Linked DNA regions of Mus musculus: all the other regions are linked to region 3. Evidence: chromatin contacts called from public HiChIP or PLAC-seq data. All regions are on one chromosome and are shown on one strand. The core of a region is the stretch at or near the end of the contact, and the rest is flanking DNA. Distances in the headings are between cores, read along the strand shown.

What was found. HiChIP or PLAC-seq counts read pairs in DNA pulled down with a chosen protein or histone mark.
Region 1: a contact with region 3 is called in an H3K27ac HiChIP or PLAC-seq map of embryonic stem cells, with 3 times the contacts expected there. The contact joins two enhancer-like sites. A contact is called at or near these places in 2 of 115 datasets of contacts at active chromatin or transcription factors (both in embryonic stem cells) and 1 of 9 other capture datasets (embryonic stem cells).
Region 2: an H3K27ac HiChIP or PLAC-seq map of embryonic stem cells shows a contact between it and region 3, with 2.0 times the contacts expected there. The contact joins two enhancer-like sites. A contact is called at or near these places in 1 of 39 promoter capture datasets (cranial neural crest), 12 of 115 datasets of contacts at active chromatin or transcription factors (bone marrow-derived macrophages, embryonic stem cells, epiblast stem cells and 4 more) and 1 of 9 other capture datasets (liver).

What each region holds. Positions count from the first base shown.
Region 1 is chr11:31,744,450-31,747,149 of GRCm38.p6, forward strand. No RefSeq gene overlaps it. Among named protein-coding and RNA genes, the nearest start is that of Gm39674, 5.5 kb to the right of the region's middle. Within about 2 kb of position 1,307, at least 29 of the 459 cell types and tissues checked have an H3K27ac peak or open chromatin away from gene starts, as enhancers often do. A contact at or near this core is called in embryonic stem cells, where this site is marked.
Region 2 is chr11:30,181,955-30,184,654 of GRCm38.p6, forward strand. The region is part of intron 1 of Sptbn1 (spectrin beta, non-erythrocytic 1); the gene reads right to left. Among named protein-coding and RNA genes, the nearest start is that of Sptbn1, 36 kb to the right of the region's middle. Within about 2 kb of position 1,252, at least 142 of the 459 cell types and tissues checked have an H3K27ac peak or open chromatin away from gene starts, as enhancers often do. A contact at or near this core is called in embryonic stem cells, where this site is marked.
Region 3 is chr11:30,749,300-30,751,999 of GRCm38.p6, forward strand. No RefSeq gene overlaps it. Among named protein-coding and RNA genes, the nearest start is that of Psme4, 21 kb to the right of the region's middle. Within about 2 kb of position 1,397, at least 36 of the 459 cell types and tissues checked have an H3K27ac peak or open chromatin away from gene starts, as enhancers often do. A contact at or near this core is called in embryonic stem cells, where this site is marked.

The DNA.
Region 1 (2,700 bases), core at 57-2,556, 1.0 Mb after region 3:
CATAATTCTGAGTGTAATGAAGCAGCATAGTTACTCAGCTCTAGTTAATACGGAGGGAAGGACATGCTCATGCGCATGCGTATGGGTAGGTCCTGCTCCCCTGTGCATCCTGCTCCCCTGCGCATGCGTATGCGTATGAGTATGGCCTGCTCTCCTAAGACTTTTTTTTTTTTTTTTTGAAAGGGCAACTCCCTAGAGGCAGAATCAGAACTGCATGCCTGCAGGACAGGGCAGGTCACACAGATGAGGGAGAGGCTCCAGCTTGGTGGAAAAACACGGTGTGGACAGGCTGCAGTGTCAGGCACACAAAAAAGAAGGGTGTGGACTGTGGCCAAGCAGAGCACCCAAGGAGAGAGCACAAAGCTACAGCCAGCTCCAGGTGCCGTGGTGGAGGGAAGACAGGTCAGAGTGGCTGTTTGGATTCAGACAGGAAACCTGATTGTATATTGTAATGACTAGCTGAGATATTCTTTCAAGCCATTGTTTGCCCACCCTGCAAACAAAGAGAGCCATCCGGCCAGTGCCTCCCTCTGCTCCTGCTAACTAAAGTCCACATTGTGCCATTGTGCTGCTATGGGTGCTTCTGCTATGATCTGTAGCTCTCCCAGAGGTGTCGCAGTGGGGGTCAGGATGCGGCATATGGGCCCTCATCCGACCTCCAGTGTGACTAACTCTCCACTTCGAGAACTATCAGATATTATGGGACATTCTGTTACTTTGAGTCTAAAATCCCACAGAAAACGGAGGAGCAGGGAAGACTGAACGTAGGATGCTAACAATTTTACCTCCCTCCTACCAGTGTCCAAGTATGCATGATGCCTTTTCTCCCTCCTGTGGTGCTCTATTGGAGGAACACAGCCCTGCTTTCTTATGCGTTATACTGTGTAGATAGTGTGTTGTATACACGTACATGTCTCTTGGCACCAGATTACAGGAGCTCCTGAAGGAGACATGTTGAGGTGCATGCTTGTTTGAGGACTTAAAAAAATGCCAGGGGATCACTCCACCAACATTCCCCACTGGAGGGGGATGGGAGCACCTATTTGTACTTCCGGGGCACTTGGCGTCCATGACCAGGGCGTCCTGAGCTCACTTGAACATGCTCAGGGAGAGAAAAAGCTCCCACTCTTCAGGCTGGCTCCTCCAGCTCTGTGCCTTCCTGTGCTCTGATCTTGCTGCTCTGCAGGTGCTCCTTGGTGACTCATCTGCCCCTGGGGACCCCTTGAGGGATGCTGAGGGGTCTTCCCTGGGCCGATTCTCTCCAGGCATTCAGGCCTGGGCTGGAGCTAAAATTGTTCTCTCTACCTTGCTTTGTCTTACTACCGGCTGTTCTGTGTTTCAGCCTGGGGACTCACTTTCCCGGCTGCACCACCCGCACCCGGACTCTTATGTTTTTCTTTCTTTTAACCTCATTCCTTATTAAATCTCCCTGTAAAATTGCCCAAGGTCGTTTATTTGCATAACTAAGGGGAGACAATGATTAAGTCTGAGAGAATACACACGCTCTTGTCACGCCCCTTTTGACCTGGTGGGACCTGTAGAACTCCTTGTGGGCGCTAATCCTCCTGACCCAACAGGAACAAGGCTCAGGCCACCAGAGCAGGTACTGTGTGAACAATTTCCCCTCATGACTGTGTGGTTGGTTGGAAATTTCTGCTGTCAGCGTCAATGAGCATTCACATGGCAAGCCCAGGAAAATTCCAACTCAAAATTCAAAGTGTGAGGCCTGATAAATGCATGCTGCTTCACAGTCATTCTGCTGACAAGGAGAGAGTTATGTTGGACCCTTGGGGGTTGTGTATATATGTGAAGAATAATCTCCTACCCATGTCATTATACAATTAATTCCCAAAGTCAGACACACTCAAAAGATACGGCTTTAGTTTTGTTTTTTTGTTTTTGTTTTTTCGTTTTTGTTTTTTTGTTTTATATCTTTTACTAAAAGGTAGGATTCTTTTATTGGTGTTATTTTATTGTTGGTCTCAATTAAAAAACTCCTAAGACATTAATTAAGATCAATGACTGCACCGTTAACCTTTTTGATTAGCTACACACTTTTCCACTGTGTGGGTGACTCAGGATTTATTTCACTGTTTCCCAGGTGTTGATGGCCATGTGAAGGTTGTTTCCCGGGTCTTTACCACAAGGCACGGTGCTGCAATTTAGTAAATGGCATAGACTTCGATACCCCCTGCAAGGGGTTACCTCATCAAAAGGTGCTTGTACTTTGTATTTTAGTAGGTGTGGCCTGGTTATTGCAGGAAGTCACATGTCTTGCTCTTTGCTGTTACCGTCTTTGCTCTTTGGTATCCCCCTCCCCAGGCTGCCTAGAAGTCGGGGTGACTCCAGTGCAGAACTGCTCCTGGCTAACTACTTACTGCTGAGGTTCTCTTGCAGGGCAGTGCTTTGTGTGTATGGAGGTGGCTGGGGGCCGGAACTGCCCCATTGCCCAACAGAAGCAACTGCAAACTGCAAACACTACTTCCCATGTGTTCTCCGAAGCCTCCTGGGGTCTTAGCATCTCTTAGGTGGTACAGGGTCTGAGGTGCTCCTTCAGCCTTTCTGCATCCCCATAACCTACCTGCCCCCACACTGCCGGCTGGCAGGGATAGAAGGCCCGGGGCCTCTGGCAGCCAGTCAGTGAGGCTCCACATCTGCAAAAGTCCAGGGTCTGTTTGCTTAGGCTTCTGAGGTTAAGGT
Region 2 (2,700 bases), core at 2-2,501, 570 kb before region 3:
AATAAATTACTTGCTCTGAAGCATGGACTGGAGTTCTATCCCTAGAAACCATGTCAAAACAACAACAAAGTACATATGCAAACCACTCAGGCAGTATGTACTTACGGTGCTCACCACTGGGGAGGTTGAGACAGACAGATCTTTAGTAGTTTCTGACCAGCCAGTCCAGCCTAATTAATAAGCACCAGGCCAGTAAGACCCATCTTAAAAAACAAACAAATTGGGCTAGACATGGTGATACACAGTTTAACTCCCAGCATTTTTGAGGCACAGGCAGAGGGAAAGGCAGAGGAGTCTCTGTAAGCCAGCCTAGTCTACATAATAGAGTTTCACAACAGCCAGGATTGCATAGAAAGACCCTGTCTCAAAAAATAAACAATAAGAAACAAAACAAAACAAACAAATCTGACTTGAGATGGTCACTGCGACTCATGCCTGCTACCCTAGAACTTGAGACACTGAGGCAGGAGGATGACCAGTCTATACAACAAGATCCTGTGTCAAGATTTAAAAAAAAAAAAAGCTAACAACAAAATTTTAAAAAAATATCACTTGACAGACTCCTGGGAAATGACTTCTGGCCTCTACAAGCACGCATCTATGTGTACGTAAGTGTGTGCCTGCACATAATTAACATGTATACACATACACACACAGACACAAAGGAAAGGAAACATAGCCATTTTCAAGAAATGTTGAAAAGAGCTTTGTCTTGATACAATTTCCGCCACTGGTAGCTACCTGCTCGATTTGTCAGTTGCTGGCTCTCTCTTTTCTCTAGACATATTTCACCTCACAAGCCTCAGATTTCTTAACCCACAGGACAGAAAAAACACCTACCTCACTGGGCGTCTGAAAGGGTAAATAATGTGTGTGTGAAGGTACCTCATATTTCTTTCTTAAACTCACATTCAATGCAGAAGTTTGTGGTTTGACTTTGAAGCCACAGGTTATCAGTATAAGAAGTACAATGTGGTGGCAAGGGTGTGGCTTCCAATTCCAAACCGGATGACACCAGTCATACTTTTCATAGTAGCACTGGTTTACCGCGGCCTCCACGAGCATGACCCATCCTAATACAAAGGGTGGATAGCTCAAGCAGCAGCATGCTAGTAACTGGTGGCTTTCTGACCTGGGCTAGAAGAGCACCCCTCCAGAAGAAGGAAGGAAACACTGTCCTAGGACAGAGCAATGTAGTTATACTCTGTCAGAGAGAGAGGGAGAGACAAAGAGGCAGGTGGGGAGGGAGAATAAACTGCAGGGACTGTTGCTAGACAACTTCCGCATGCTGGCCACACCCAAGCACACCTCCGTTCTCTGGGATGGAGTTTGTGTGAAACAATGGTTTAAAGCTACAATGGCTTTGTGCTCAACCCGGTGCAGATGCCAGCTCTACCACTAGCAGTTACTCAACAGTGGGCAAGTTACTTCTTTCCTCATATGTAAATATGGATCATTTCTGTTCTTATCTGGAGAATTCTTCGGAATGCATAACAGGTGTGATGGCACTGGGGGACTGAGGCAGCAGGACCATGATTTCCAGTTCTATAGTAACACCTGTCTCAAGAGACCAACACAAATAACAGAACTGACTAAGTCAACAGTGTACTCAGTAAAAGTTACCACTGCCAATAGAACGAAGCCTTTTACACCAGCAGGAACCTGAGCAACTGAGTTGGCTTTTGTCTTCCCCTTTTCACAGAGGGTCGACATACAAGAATGGAGCTGATTCTCACAGCAACCTAGGAGAGATGGCCTCTGCTCTGCAAGTGTGTGTAGTCTACCTTTCCTCTTTCAGAGTATCTACTCAAATCCTCAACAAAACTTCCTTCTTGTCTCTTGATTGGTCGGTGAGCTTCCTGAAGGTGGAGAGAGAAACTGTATCCCTGTGAGTCCAGCTGCTTAGTGGAGCTGGAGATAGAAACGCTTCCATAAGCAGAATATTAATCAGAGAATGAATCATGCCTGGTCATTATTCTAATTACCAGGGCTCCTCATGCAAGAGTAGTTTTGTTTTCTTTTTAATGCAAGAAATCTAGTCAAGTTACACTGTAAATTCCTACTAGAAGGGAAGACAACGTAAGATCATACATCAACTTCTGAATTACCAAGAGATCTGTGTCTCACTTCCCTTTTCCTTAAACCCTGAGCACACAACAGGGCTGGATCAATGACTTAATTCAGGAGTTCACAGGAAAAGGAGGTAAGAAAAGTCTGGTAACAGCAGAAGGTGAAAGGGTCCCCAGGGGGTTGGTGTGTGTGTGTGTGTGTGTGTGTGTGTGTGTGTGTGTGTGTGTGTGTGTGCGCGCGCGCACGCGTGTGTGTTAAGGGCTGACCACGGATTCACATCCGTTCCCGTATACTCTATTCCACCTGAGAGGTAAGCACAGAAGACCATCACCACACACTACCCCCACCAAACTGCTCCCACCACTCTAGACTCCCTCCCTCAATACTATCCCTTCTCCCCAACCTCAATAAAGACTACAATTATGCACAGTTGTAACTAAAAAGCCCCAGTCAAGTAGACCACAGTCTGGTCCATTGATAAATGACTTTAAAAAGCAGTTTCCTGTACTTCAAGTGAAAAACAATTTAACTTTGAAATCATGTATTTACATAGGAAAAATAAGAATACTTAGAAAATGGAGTAGGGACTGAGAAACACCAAGGACTTGAAAGTAGTTCGGGGTCAAAATT
Region 3 (2,700 bases), core at 147-2,646:
TCCTGGTCAGTGATTAATTAAGCTTGCTTCAAATTTGGTTCAAAATGTGGAAATTGGTTTTTTCTCTCTCTTGAGAATCTCAGGAAGAACATTTGGAGCACCCACCATAGGGAGATAAGAAAGACCACTCCAACCCAAATTCTGAAGCTGGTCTCTTCTCTTTGGCACTGGGGACCCCACCACTACCATACTGAACAGCCATGCTCTAAAAAGGCGATAGCAAGCATTTTTTTTTTTATAAAGACCTTCTTTTGGAAGCCATTGTAAACTTTCTAAGACATTTTTCTGCCTACTTTCTGGATTCTGGTTATGGCGTATCCAGATCTGGGAATGGGGAGGATCTGACAAGGTCTATGCACCCTGTTCAGGACAAAGGCAATTGTCTGTAGGGAGTTGGTCTGGTACTGCTATGTATTCAAATGCTAATACTGCCCACCCCCACCCCCACCCCCACCCCCACCCCCACCCCCACCCCCAGACCTGCTTGTCCGCTGATGAGAAGATCCTCAAGTACACCATGTGATGCTTTGTAACCTTGGCCAGTAAAAGGCTAAAGCCTCTGATTGAGCAGTAAATAGAGGTGGGCAGATTTTCAGTTACCTGGCTGGGAGTTACAAGTACAAAGAGGAAAGAAAGGAGGGAGGACAAAACGGGGAGGAAACAGCCATGAGAGGAGATGAACCATGAGCACACGGTTAGGAGAAACAGTATGTAACAAGGAGCATTTGACTGAGATGTAGCTCCAAAACCTGCCCAATCTAGGCTTACAGCTTGTAAGTAAAACACCTGGATTGTGTGTCTTTTATACTGGGTAGCAAACATCTTAAATTCCTTTTACAGGAGAGAGCCCACTGGTTATTTTTGGTTAATTGGAGTTCATCCAGTGCCGCCAGCTGTGACTCATTGGGCAATATTAGTCCATGAGGGTAAATGGAGCGGAGACAATGGATGGGGCGGTTCAGAAACCCTGTGAGTACATATGGTAATGATGACACACTGGGACCAGCTGTGGGGAGACAGATCAAGTTTCCTTGAGGTGACTCAAGGGTTTTATAATTTTGTGGGAGGGGGGGGGGTAGGAGTATGGATAGGCAAAGGTAATTGGGTGTAAGGTACCAAGATGTCTCATTAGCATGGAGAAGCATTTCAGGAATCCCAGGTGCTAACAGGTTCCTATCAGGAGAAAGGAAGCTGAACCTGTAATCTAACCATAGCTATGTGACATTCCACAGGTAGAGGTGTGTGTGTGTGTGTTTTGTTTGAACACCCCAGACAAGGTCAGAGATTGAGGAGCTATGATGGTAAAGGGACTTGTACCAAGTCCAGAAGGCTATCCAGACAATGGTAGATTTTTGACCTTAATTATCAGGGCAACAAAAGCTTTTCTTTTCTGACCTGCTTTGGGCCCCAGAGGACCCCATGGTGCCTGTTGACAGGATTCCAATGCCTAAGTTACACAATAGAGCTCAGGAATTCCTGACACTGGGAGCAAAGCCTAGGGTTTAGAAGGACCCAGAATGGATCTCAGAACCAAGAACTCAGAGAGCCCCAGCCTCTAGTTGGTTTTACAAGAAAGCTATAAAAATTTTTCTCTTGATCAGACTGGTGAACTAGTAAAGCAGAGGGCTGCAGTTGTTAAATGTTGCTGTCTCATATTTTCTGTTGTTTGGCTCTATGTTTTCCATTCTAGTTTTTACTCTGTTTCTTATTGCTTTACCTGTTTTTCTGGCTTGGGGTATCTGGATATATGAACCACAAGACTGATAAGAATTCAATGCTTGAGGCCAGTGGGAAGCTTTGAAAAACCTAGGGCCCTGCTACAGCACCATTGTGACTGTGGAGAACTGGACCTCCCCTTCCTGAATTGCAACATTGCAGAAGGTATGGACCATTTTTCCTGTCTGTTTTGGATATATGAATGTGGCCACTGCATGTTTGTTTCTCTCTCTCTCTCTCTCTCTCTCTCTCTCTCTCTCTCTCTCTCTCACACACACACACACACACATATATATATATATACATATATATATATATATATATTCTTAAAAGTTTCTTTTGCAATATCAGAGCATAACCATAATTTTGGAAAGCAAAACCGATTTTTAACTGTGTAAACAATCCAGTCTCTCTAAAATCAATACCAAGTGCATTATTTTCATGTTACAGAGTTTGACTGCTAGTTATTATATATGAATGCATGATGGTGCAGCTTTTAAAGCTCATTAAAGAAACATTGTTTCAAATCCTATCTTCTATTAGTCTGGCTTCTAGGACAAGAATTACATAAAATATTATCCCAATTTAGAGATACCTTTAGAGACCTGTTTCCCTGGGTTGGTCATGCCATGTGTTGTTGTCCAGAAAGACTCCAACCCTGAGTTACCAGTTCTAAGCCAACTTTCTGTTACCACTGTTACAAAGTTTATACCATACCCAATAACTTGTAAGTCAGTAACATATTTATACATTTAAGACCAGTCAGAAACAAACATAAAGTGGCTACACACATTTACTTATTTAGACTACACAGACAAAATTTTCTTACCTTTTTCTATCAGTAATATCAAGGGAGGAGCACCTTGTCACCAGCTGAACCCAATAATCACAGTCACAGAGATTTTTGTAGGAGAAACAGCCATCAGCTTCCTGACCAAAGAAGCCAAGAAGCTGCTGGTCCCTTTAAGAGCAGCTTTTACAGTA